Regions from separate parts of the Sus scrofa genome. Here region 2 is linked to region 1. The links are chromatin contacts, called in public HiChIP or PLAC-seq maps. All regions are on one chromosome and are shown on one strand. Each heading gives the region's core, a stretch centred on a gene start, on an enhancer-like site or on the middle of the called end of the contact. The rest is flanking DNA. Distances are from core to core; before and after follow the strand shown.

Region 1 (5,025 bases), core at 876-3,375:
TGCCACCACTTTACATGGCATCCCCCAATTTTCCAGCAAGGAAGGCTTCTGAAGTTTGGTACACATCCTGACTCAGAGCAGTGAGTTATCTGAGATCTTCATGTGCTCTTTGGCCTTACCACACATCTGCGCCTGGGACCCACGGTGGACCCACCACATTAGGGTCCCTTTCCCCCAGTGGAGTCCCCTGACCACCCAGGAATGCTGTTATGTCCTCAAGAGTGCACAGCACTGAGAGTGCACAATACCGAGAGCCCATTGGAGAGCTTGAGTCTTCACAGCACGGGACACCACTGAGCAAGAGGGAGTGTGCAGTTTCATGCCCTATTCCCATCTGTGCATCCTACTCCATGGCCTGAGGACAGGAATCTGTGCTGCTATCCTGGACCAACTTGGAGGTGCCCAGAAAGCATCACGCAAGACCCCCCCAGATGTCCTTTTGCAGGCATCTGGGTTGTAGGAAGACCTGACATCTCAGATGTCCCAACCTCTCTTTGGACTAGAGGTGGGTCTCCTGACCACTGACAAGTCATCTGCTGTGCCAGGACCAGAACTTTGAGGTGGTGGGGAGCATAGACTCCTGGTTGGATTCTGCTTGGACCCTGTTGCACTCACAGCCTCTCAAGAACCAGAACAGCCATGACCCTGGCCTCCCAATGCAGGGGGAGAGGAGGGGACTTAATGGCTGCTAAAACACATTCTAGATCTGATGGAACCACACCAAACAAGGTTTGTGAAATAGAAAAAGGATGAAGATTACTGATGAACTTTTGACCTGAGCACACCCACTGGTTTCACTTGTCTGGAATTTTTTCCATGTCCTTTCTTTATATCATTGCCCTTCACAACCCAAGCATTTCCCATATTGACATAGAAGGTCCTTAAGCATCTCCTGAATAGTTTATAACTTATACTGTTCAGTTCATGGTTGCAACTGGCCCTCGTTATGGGTTAAATTGTGTCTCCCCCAGATTCATATGTTGGAGTCCTAACCCTCAGGATGTGACCTTACTTGGAGACAGGGTCTTTAGAGAGGAAATCAAGTTAAAATGAAGTCGTCAGGGTGGCCCCTATCCAACCACTGACATCCTTAGCAGAAGGGGGAAATGTGTTCACGGAGAAAGACACCCACAGAGGGAGGACGAAGATGATGTGGTGAGAGACACAGGAGGATGATGGTGTCCAGAGGCCAAGGAGAGGAGCAGGAAGAGAGCTGTCCTCATGGCCTCAGAGGAAACCAGTCCTGCTGACACTGTGATCTCAGGCTTCCAGGCTCCCAGGCTCCCAGGCTCCAGGGCTGGGATGATGAACTTCTGTTGCTTCGAGCCACCCGGCCTGTGGGCCTTTGTCCTAGCAGCCCTGTGACAAACTAACTTTTCATGTGTGTTTGCTGTTATAAATAATCTATGAGATATACTTACTACCTTATAATAACTATAATGGAAAAGAATCAGAAAAAGTATATATATGTACAAATGAATGACTTTGCTGTGCGCTTAAAACTAACACATTGTAAATTAATTACACTTTAATTAAAAAATAATCTCTGAGAGCATCTTCACGCCTGTGTATATCCACCCCTGGCAGGACTCAGCGCTCATGCCCCCTCCTGCAGCTCCTCCACACCCCATTTGAGGAGGAGCCACTCTCCGTGTATGTGCTCGTGCCCCCATCACAGCGCTCCCCACCCCCCACCCCAGGCACTGAGCTCCCATTGCTGCCATCCTCCCTGAGCTGCACTCTCCGCATCCCTCGCGTCCACCTCAGGTCACATGGATGCCACTGGGGTGTCCCCAAACCAAGGTGTGGGAGGCTGTGGGGAAGATGCCTCTGGGCAGTGATGGCACTTGGGGGCTGATGGGGACAGTTTTGGATTCCAGCTTATCTTTCCTTTGGGCTTGCCACCCCTCAAGTCAGTGACCAGCTGGGAAACCAGTGGTTCCAGCATCCACTCTGGCTAAGTGGAGGGACGGAGGGATGACCGCCCGGAGAGGGGACACTCGGCAGAGGACGCAGTGAGGTGGGACACTCGATGAAAGATGCAGCCCAGAGCCTGCTGGGGGTGCTGGGGAGAGGGCAGAGACATGCCAAACACAAAGCCTAGCCTGAGTGTGACAGCCTGGCCTGGGACGTCTTGCCTTTTTGATGCGGAATAAGTTACTAGCCTGTTGGTGTCAGTGGAATGGAATCCATGAGCATTGTTGAAATGCTAAAAATCTGCTGCTTCAAATTTCGGGATGTTAACGTTTAAAATCAAAATGTCTGTTTTCTACGAATAATAAAAGGAAAGGATACGCGCTGTGCTGCCAAGTTTCATCTTTTTTAACAACAACAACAAAAAAGAGGTTCATTGAGCAGTAGGGGATTTGAGCCTCTTCCAAGTGGACTAGAGCTCAAGCAGGGGCCGGATCCAGCCGGACTCCAAAGGCCACAATCCAGGCCTGGGGTGAGCAAGCCTGGCCGGGACCACGTGTGCGTGTATGCACGTGTATGTGTGTTTGCACGTGCACAGAGGCTCAGCCGGGTGGGGACCCAGGTCTCAGGTTGGCAGAGCTCACTCAAGGGCAATTTCAGCAGCAGCAGAGGTTCAAGACCCTGTCTGCTAGTGGTAGGAGGTGCCCCTGGCTTGCTCTGCAGCTGGGCTGGGCCAACCTCTTCGGTCCGGCACAGCCTCAGGTTGGGGGTAAGAGGCTCACAGGCAGGAAGAGGCGATGCTTCCTGTCCAATGAACCTGTGTGCTGCAGACATGACATGGAAAAGGTGTGACTGGGGTTCATGCTGAGATCAGCCCAGGGCTGGCAGGAACAAGGAGGGGGCCACTGCACGTTTCCTCCGGCAGCCGGAAAACTGGGGGAACAGGATGCTCTCAGGCGTGCTTCGTTCTCACGGGGAAACAAAACTAAAAGCTCCCACTGAGTAGGTCATAGGTGTGCCTGCTGCTGCTTCACTGCAAAGGTGATGAGAGATTCTGGTCTGTTACTGGGGGTGATGACACACTCACCCAGGTACCAAAGAGCAGGGCTTCCAAGCTGTTCTGTGCCCCCTCCCTGGGTGGACCCAGGAAGCCCCCAGGAGGCGATGACGCCGAGTCCTTGCGGGGACTGGGGGGGACCACGGAGGGACGTGGGACTCAGTGTCTCTAGGAGACACAGTTATCATCCGGTCACATCCTGTTTAATGAGCTCCTGGGACCAGCGCTTCGGGAAATCAGGAGGGCCGGCTGTGCTGCCACCTTGCACCAACCGCGTCCCGATCCCCTGAGGGACTCGGCCCTCTCCTCTCCCCTCCAGCCAGACACGGATGTCTGCTGACACGAGGGGCTCCCTAGACCTCCGAGTCCAGCGGCTTCCTAAATATTCAAGGATCAGAGTCTGATTTCTCTTGAAGGGCAATGGAAGGCCGCAGACTTCAGAGAGCAGACTCCCGAGCATCCTCGCAGGACCCTCGCTCAGCCTGAGTTAAAGCTCAGACATGCTGTCTCGGCCTCTCTCCTGTGCAGAGCCCGCGAGCTCGGAGGAAAGGGAGCGGGTGAGAAGCTGGGTACATGCACCGTGTGCCTGGTTGCATATCTGGCTCCAGTTCCCACATTTTCCTCCAGGCCATGTTGGCGGGTGTTTTTTTTTTTTCCATCTTAAGTTTAGTTAGACCATTCGTAAGATCTGCTTATTTGCCAAAAGCATATGTTCAAGACAAAAACCCCGAGTGAACTGCTTTGTTGAAAGTGCTTTGGGGACCTTTATTTTTCCCCCCCGTTTCCCCATCCAGAGAGCATGTGAAGTGTTTTCCATTCTGAGCTTCTTTTCAGGCAATTGCTGCCCTCCCCCCTGGGGGATTAATCTCCCGGTAAGCAAACTGAAACATGCCTCAGAGTATTTATTTGGACTCAAGAATTAAAATAAGTCCTGAGTTTAAACACAGGGACACCCAAGACTGAGATTTGCTGCTAAACATACCCCACGGCGTTTTTGAATGTAAAGTCATTTTCTTTTTTCCTGTAAGCAGGTGATGGGGGGAGAAAAACTTCAGACATTGGGTTTGATTAAAAAGCGTTCCAGGAGTTCCTGAGGTGGCATTGTGGGTTAAGGATCCGACTGCAGTGGCTGGGGTCGCAGCTGCGGCTCAGATTCAAGCCCTGGTCCTGGAACTTCCACATGCGGACGGTTCAGCCATAAAAACAAACAAACAAACAAACAAACAAACAAACAAACAAATAAATAAATAAAATAGAATAAAATAGAATAAAAAGTTATTCCAAAACATTTCCTCTGGGGTTATTGCCTTCTAGGAATGTATTCTTTTGGCCCCATCCTCAGCAGGAATGCTTTTGAGAGGCGTTGCTATTTGAGGAAAAGTTCACTGGACCTGTCATTTAACAGATAAGGAAACTGAGGTGCAGAGATGGGCTCGACTCACTCACGCAACGGCTAGTGCAGGGCCGAAAGGGGACCAGATTCCAGAAATCCCACCCCAGTATTGGTTGGGAGTTTCTCTGCACCCCTTTTCTCCCCTGATTGACATTCCGACATAGAATATTCTGCTGCTTAGTAATGGTAATTGCCTCACATCATGTCTTTATAAAACTCCAAGTCATAATGCTCGCTTCGCTTCGAGGCAAGACAAAAGTTTCGAATTTGCAATTCTAAACTTCCTTCCAACTCAAGGAAAATCAGAATTTCTTTATGAGAGTTTAGACTTTAGAATACATCTAATATGATTGAAGGCATAGATTTCTCTGATCAACTCCGTGAAACCAGTTATTGTTTCCAGGCAGAGGTGGCTTCGCCCTGCTGCAGTTTTGCTCTGAGAATTTAGAAAAGAGAACCTCGGTTTCTATCCGTCTTAGTCAATCGATGCGGGGTTGATTTTGTGGTCTATAAACCAATTTGCATTCCGTTATATTAATTGTGGAAAAATGCAAACAGGTTTAGGGACTTTTATTTTTATTTCATACTTTTGCTTTCCTCTATAATGTAGCAATTTAGAGAAGAGAACAAATAAATGGAAGATATGGAGATTTAGCTAAAC
Region 2 (5,044 bases), core at 1,497-3,996, 75 kb before region 1:
AGACTCTTTTCCAAACAAGTCCCCATACACAGGCTCCAGGCAGATGTGTCTTTTGGGGACATGGGTCAGCTCACTGTGGGATTTCTCCTGCCCATGGATGGGATAGACATCGTCAGCCATGTGTCCTGGTTCCCAGCTCAGCCCCTCACACACAGGGGCTGACAGGGACCAGGCTCCGGCCAGGGCTTCCTCCTCTTGTTTGCCTACTTGCTGGTTTGGGTGTCTGTCTTTCACGTTAGAGGCTTTTTTTTGCAAGTAGTTACAGATCTTTAGCCATCTAGGCACAGTTTACAATGAGATGCTGAGCGCCTGACCAACGACGTTTTGAGGCGGCCCTGGTGGCCGGTGAACTACGCAGAAGAACCAGCTGCTGGCTCCAAGATGCCTCACCTCGGCCGCCCTGAAGGTTCTTGCCTGCCTGAGGGGCTTTCTTCCCAGGCTGGTCTCTTCCTCCCGACTCTCCTCCTCTGGGCATGTGTGACCCTGTTGGTGGCATTCTGGAAAACGAGCAAGGGAAGGGGGATGGGAAAGAGGGCTAGGCCTGCCTCACCGTCCAGGTGGACAATTTGCCTTCATTGCCCCATTTTTAGCCCTTTGTCCTGCACCTCCCCCCCACACACTGGCTGCGATGCCTGAGGGCCTAAAGCACAGACTCTGATTCAGTTTCCCCCCAGGGCACCCTTCTCTTCTGTCTGGATGGGGAAGGGTGGTCTTGAGTGTGAAGAAGGGGTGGGATAAGAGGGGGGGTCTAAGATCATATGTTTGCAGTTTCATCCAGCAGCTTCTTGGTACATGCTTAACAGCTACATTCTGGAGGGAAAGAAACAGCCTTGATTGTTCCTGTCTGATGCTGCCTATGGTGTAAATATTCCCATCACGGTCGATTTTGAGCCATGTGTGTGATGTCACTGAAGACAGCTGGCAGCGCGTCCACCAAGCAGGTACAAGGGACGAGGGTCCCCTCAAGGGCAGAGAGCAGCACGTGAGAGAATTAGGAAGTGCTACATTCTGTTCTGAGGACTGACCACCTTTTGTTTTTAATAAAATGCTTTCAAATGCAAAGTGTGCGTAAGTTTTGAGGACGGCCATGCTTAATAACTGACTGGCAAAAGTCCCAGAAATGTAGCAGTTGGTTCTTTTTTTGCTTTTTAAGGCTGCACTCGTGGCATATGGAGGTTCGCAGGCTAGGGGTCGAATTGGAGCTGTAGCCGCCGGCCTATATCCCAGCCACAGCAACGCAGGGTCTGAGCCGCATCTGTGACCGACACCACAGCTCCCTGGCCACGCTGGATCCCTGACCCACTGAGCGAGGCCAGGGATGGAACCTGCATCCTCAAGGACACTAGCTGGATTCGTTTCTGCTGCACCACAGTGGGATTCCTGCACTTGGTTCTTGCAAACGGGTCTGGGCTGGCAGTAGCCCAGCACCCCACTGGGCCACGCCCACCCTGTCCTTGGTACCTGGGGGCTCAAATTTCTTAGGCTTTTTGGAATTTATGGAAAAAATAGGCTTGTTTGTTACTGATCTCTCCCTCTGCAGGCCCTCTGATTTCTTTACAGTTTGGGAAACGGAAAGTAAATGATGAGTGAGTAATAAGAGTGAATGCGTTTTGATACACATGTGTATACCATAGGCACGTGGGTATTTCTATTTCTTTTTACTTGTCCTCGTAGTAAGGTTTGGGGAACACGTGCCAGATATTCCTTGTTATAATGTATGATTCTGAAATGCAAAACCTTCCCTGCTCACATTTCTTCTGATTGGACCCTGACTGAGACGGGGTGCTCTGGGCTGAGTCACCGCAGTCCACCTGCAGTGTCACACGGGAAGTTCAAGTTCAAGCTGTCTTTGGGGTTTGTCTTCCCTCACCATCTGTAGCCACCCCCATCAGGGCCGTCACCTCAATTCAAACATTTTCTGGGTTCCGTCTGTCGCCTGGTCCCTTACTTGATCTCTGTCCATCCAGCTCACACTTCACACAAATGTCAGAGTCCTTCTTCCAAATGTCCTGCACCTCCAGGGACCCCTGCTCCCCAGCTTCTGGACCTCCTGGGCCAGGGAATGGGCCCAGAGGGAGGGTGGGCGGAGGGGAGGACAGGCTGTCCCTTCCTCCCTCACTCTGCTCTGGTCAGTGTCTCCAACCTCGGCTACATCATCTCTGCGATCCTGATTCCCCTGGAGGTGCCCGGTCACAGCCCCTCCTCCCAGGGAGCCTTGGCCTTGGCTCGAGGAACCCACCTCCACCCCGTCCCCCTCCTCAGACCACCATGCCAATCTCCGGGCGGCCTCCAGTTCCTCTAATGGCTCTTCAGCACCTTTGGTGACATTTACCAAGACCCATGTACCACCTTTTCTCTACTCAACCCAAGGCCAGGGGCTCCTTGTTCCTGGCCGGACTGTGAACCAAGGAGTCCTTTCCTTGAACTTGACAAAGTCTCCCACCAAGGACATTCGATTCCCACCCATCACTCCCACGCCCTTGCACTTGATAGTTTTCTTTTCTGCATTTTAGTAAATGCCAATACTTGTCACTTGCATGGGTGGAACTCTGCCGTATGTCTGATGCTGCCCAGGGAGACTCCTGAGACCAAAATAGCTCCTCTCTAGCGCTCCGGGGTTAACCTCCTGCCCGATGGTGACCGGAGGACATGGTATTCACAGAAGGTACCAGTTCTGTAGGGCGGCCACTGGCAAGCAGGCTGGAGAAGGAAACACAGCCCAGAGGCTAAGGAGGGTGGGTGACTCACGGGTGTGGAATTCCATCGGTCAGGCCACAGTGGTCAGTGAGTAATTAGGTGTGGTCACTGGTAGCCTGCCTGGAGGGTGACTTAATCAATCTGTCATTTCTGGGCTGCTCAGGCTCAGTTATGGTGGGGACACTGCCCATTTATCTTCCCGGTTTGAGTCCCTGTTGGGTGAAACAAATCATGAGGAGGTCAGCCTCGTCATCGCCCTTTTTGGGACCAAACCCCAAGGCCCCAGGCTCTTGGCTGGCAGATTACAGACTCTGCCTCTCAGAGGCCAGGCTCTGGGGTTCAGGCCAGCACTTGTTTTGCCGAGAAGAAAGAGACACAACCAGGGCAAGTGTCTTGGTTGAGGTTTGAAGGCTTGTCCTTGGGGAAGCGGATTGCAGCCCAGTTAAGGGGCAGGCAGCGTTGGCTGGCTCTGCCGACACAGGATCTAGCATGAGCGTGGGGGTGTGAAGGGAAGGCTAGCACTCAGTGTCCCAGCAGCCTCTCTCCAGGGGTGCCCAGCCCAGCCAGAGCCCCTATGCTCCCTGAGAAAAGGGGGTTCTGTAGTCACACAGGCTTGGGAAGAGCCACCTTGCAAGGTGGGAAGGGCACCTGCATCCTGGCATATCCAAAGCTTGGGCCCTGGAGCTGGTTTCACCTGCAGGTCTCACATGCAACGCAGCAGGGTTTCTAGCCCTGCAACAAGGAGACTCCCTGGGAAGATCTGAAACAAAAACAACTCCTGGGGTCCACCCATGGGTGCTTTGGTTTAGGAATTCCAGGGTGGACCCCACCCTCCACACTTCTTAACACCTCCCAGGTCCTTCTGATGACCAGCAGGTTATACGACCAGAGAAGCATTTTAGTGGCTTCAGAGCCCATCCAATTTTTCTTTGTCTCATTTTAAGTCTCAGCATCCCCGAGGCAGAGAGGAGAGGTCAGGGGTGGTGTGAGGCTGTCTAAGACCCAATCTGAGAGTGAACATCTTGCAAAACACTGTCTCAGGAGAGACTCAGATGGAGCACATCATGTCTTTCAAGGGCCAGAGAGAAAGCCCTTGGCTGCTGGGAAAGTAACTTGACCTGAGTGGCTTGCACTGGGATTGTGAGATTGCACCAAAATTAGGAGACGGTGCTGAGACTGAACCGCTAAGTCAGTCACTCTCCCTTTGGGAAGCAGGGGGAGAAGACCGTCTCCTCCAGAAATGTTTACGCATCCCCGGCTCGCACAATAGCCAGGCAAGGGCTTCCAGGGCATCTCTACCCACCCTGGGAAATGCGTTCCCATCAGCTAGAAAGATCAAGTTGGAGGAGACATCCGAGAAGTGCATGGACCCCTTTAGAACCACTTCAGAAGGAGCCTGAGGTCACGGATTAGGGCCAATCCATGTGTACCTCTAGTAATGGCGGGGGTGGGGTGGGCAGAGGAAATTAGACCTCTACCCACGTCCCCTAAGGTGAAAGTGATCAGCCAGAGGAAGTGTGTGGGGCCAGTGGGCTTGGCCACCTCAAATCTCACGCTGAAACCATCCTGCATGAGACAAAGGATCTGCAAAAACAGGGCTGTCCTACTCTCATGGAACTGAGTCTCACCTAGTGGATGATTACAGTAGAACAGGAGCAATAGCACCTGGCTGGGTGGGCTTCGTGAGGAGTGGGCAACGGGCCGGGCAGGACTCTGTGGCTCTGATGGACCTCACGTGGTTAAGCATGGCTGCACAAAAGAATCTGAAAGTCAGCCAAACAAGTCATGTTTAATAAGTGACCATATCTCAGCCTGAAATTAAGTTCAGGGCTGTTAAAATGCAAGAAAATCTTGCTTAGCTCACCAAAGGCTTCCTTGTGTAGAGATCAGGAGTTCATTAATGATACTTTGCATCTATGAATTATTTTACTTCCCTGCCCCCACTATCACGGTGCCTCAGGGGTTTTAATTAGCAGACAACCCAGAAAGGGGTGTGGGTGGCAACTCAGGGAGAAGGGGAAACAAACAGCATGAGAACCGTGCCAAGAACTAGGGCTTTGGGGTCTAGCAGGTCTGGGTTTTACCCTCCATTAGTCACTGTGTGACTCTGGGAACGTTACACAACATCTCAGAGCTTCAGCTTTGATGACTATGACATGGGGAGATGGGTGGTATCTTTCTCATAGGCTTGTTTTAAAGAGTAAGTCCAAGAAAGTGGTTTTTTTTTTTTTTACTGTAGGACATAACGTCTGATAAATGTATGCACCCAAGACAGGGTCAGTGTGGTCAGCAGAAGTTACGGTCCCTCTGGGCTCCTGCATTGCTTGGACCTGCCTCCCTTCATCCT

Evidence for each region. HiChIP or PLAC-seq counts read pairs in DNA pulled down with a chosen protein or histone mark.
Region 2: a contact with region 1 is called in an H3K27ac HiChIP or PLAC-seq map of skeletal muscle. The contact joins two enhancer-like sites. A contact is called at or near these places in 4 of 47 Hi-C or Micro-C datasets (embryonic fibroblasts, epiblast stem cells, heart right ventricle and 1 more) and 1 of 2 datasets of contacts at active chromatin or transcription factors (skeletal muscle).

The regions. Positions count from the first base shown.
Region 1 is chr15:136,465,541-136,470,565 of Sscrofa11.1, forward strand. All of the region lies in intron 1 of LOC106506421 (a long non-coding RNA gene), which reads left to right. Among named protein-coding and RNA genes, the nearest start is that of ACKR3, 98 kb to the left of the region's middle. Within about 2 kb of position 2,126, at least 14 of the 83 cell types and tissues checked have an H3K27ac peak or open chromatin away from gene starts, as enhancers often do. A contact at or near this core is called in skeletal muscle, where this site is marked.
Region 2 is chr15:136,390,220-136,395,263 of Sscrofa11.1, forward strand. No RefSeq gene overlaps it. Among named protein-coding and RNA genes, the nearest start is that of ACKR3, 22 kb to the left of the region's middle. Within about 2 kb of position 2,747, at least 27 of the 83 cell types and tissues checked have an H3K27ac peak or open chromatin away from gene starts, as enhancers often do. A contact at or near this core is called in skeletal muscle, where this site is marked.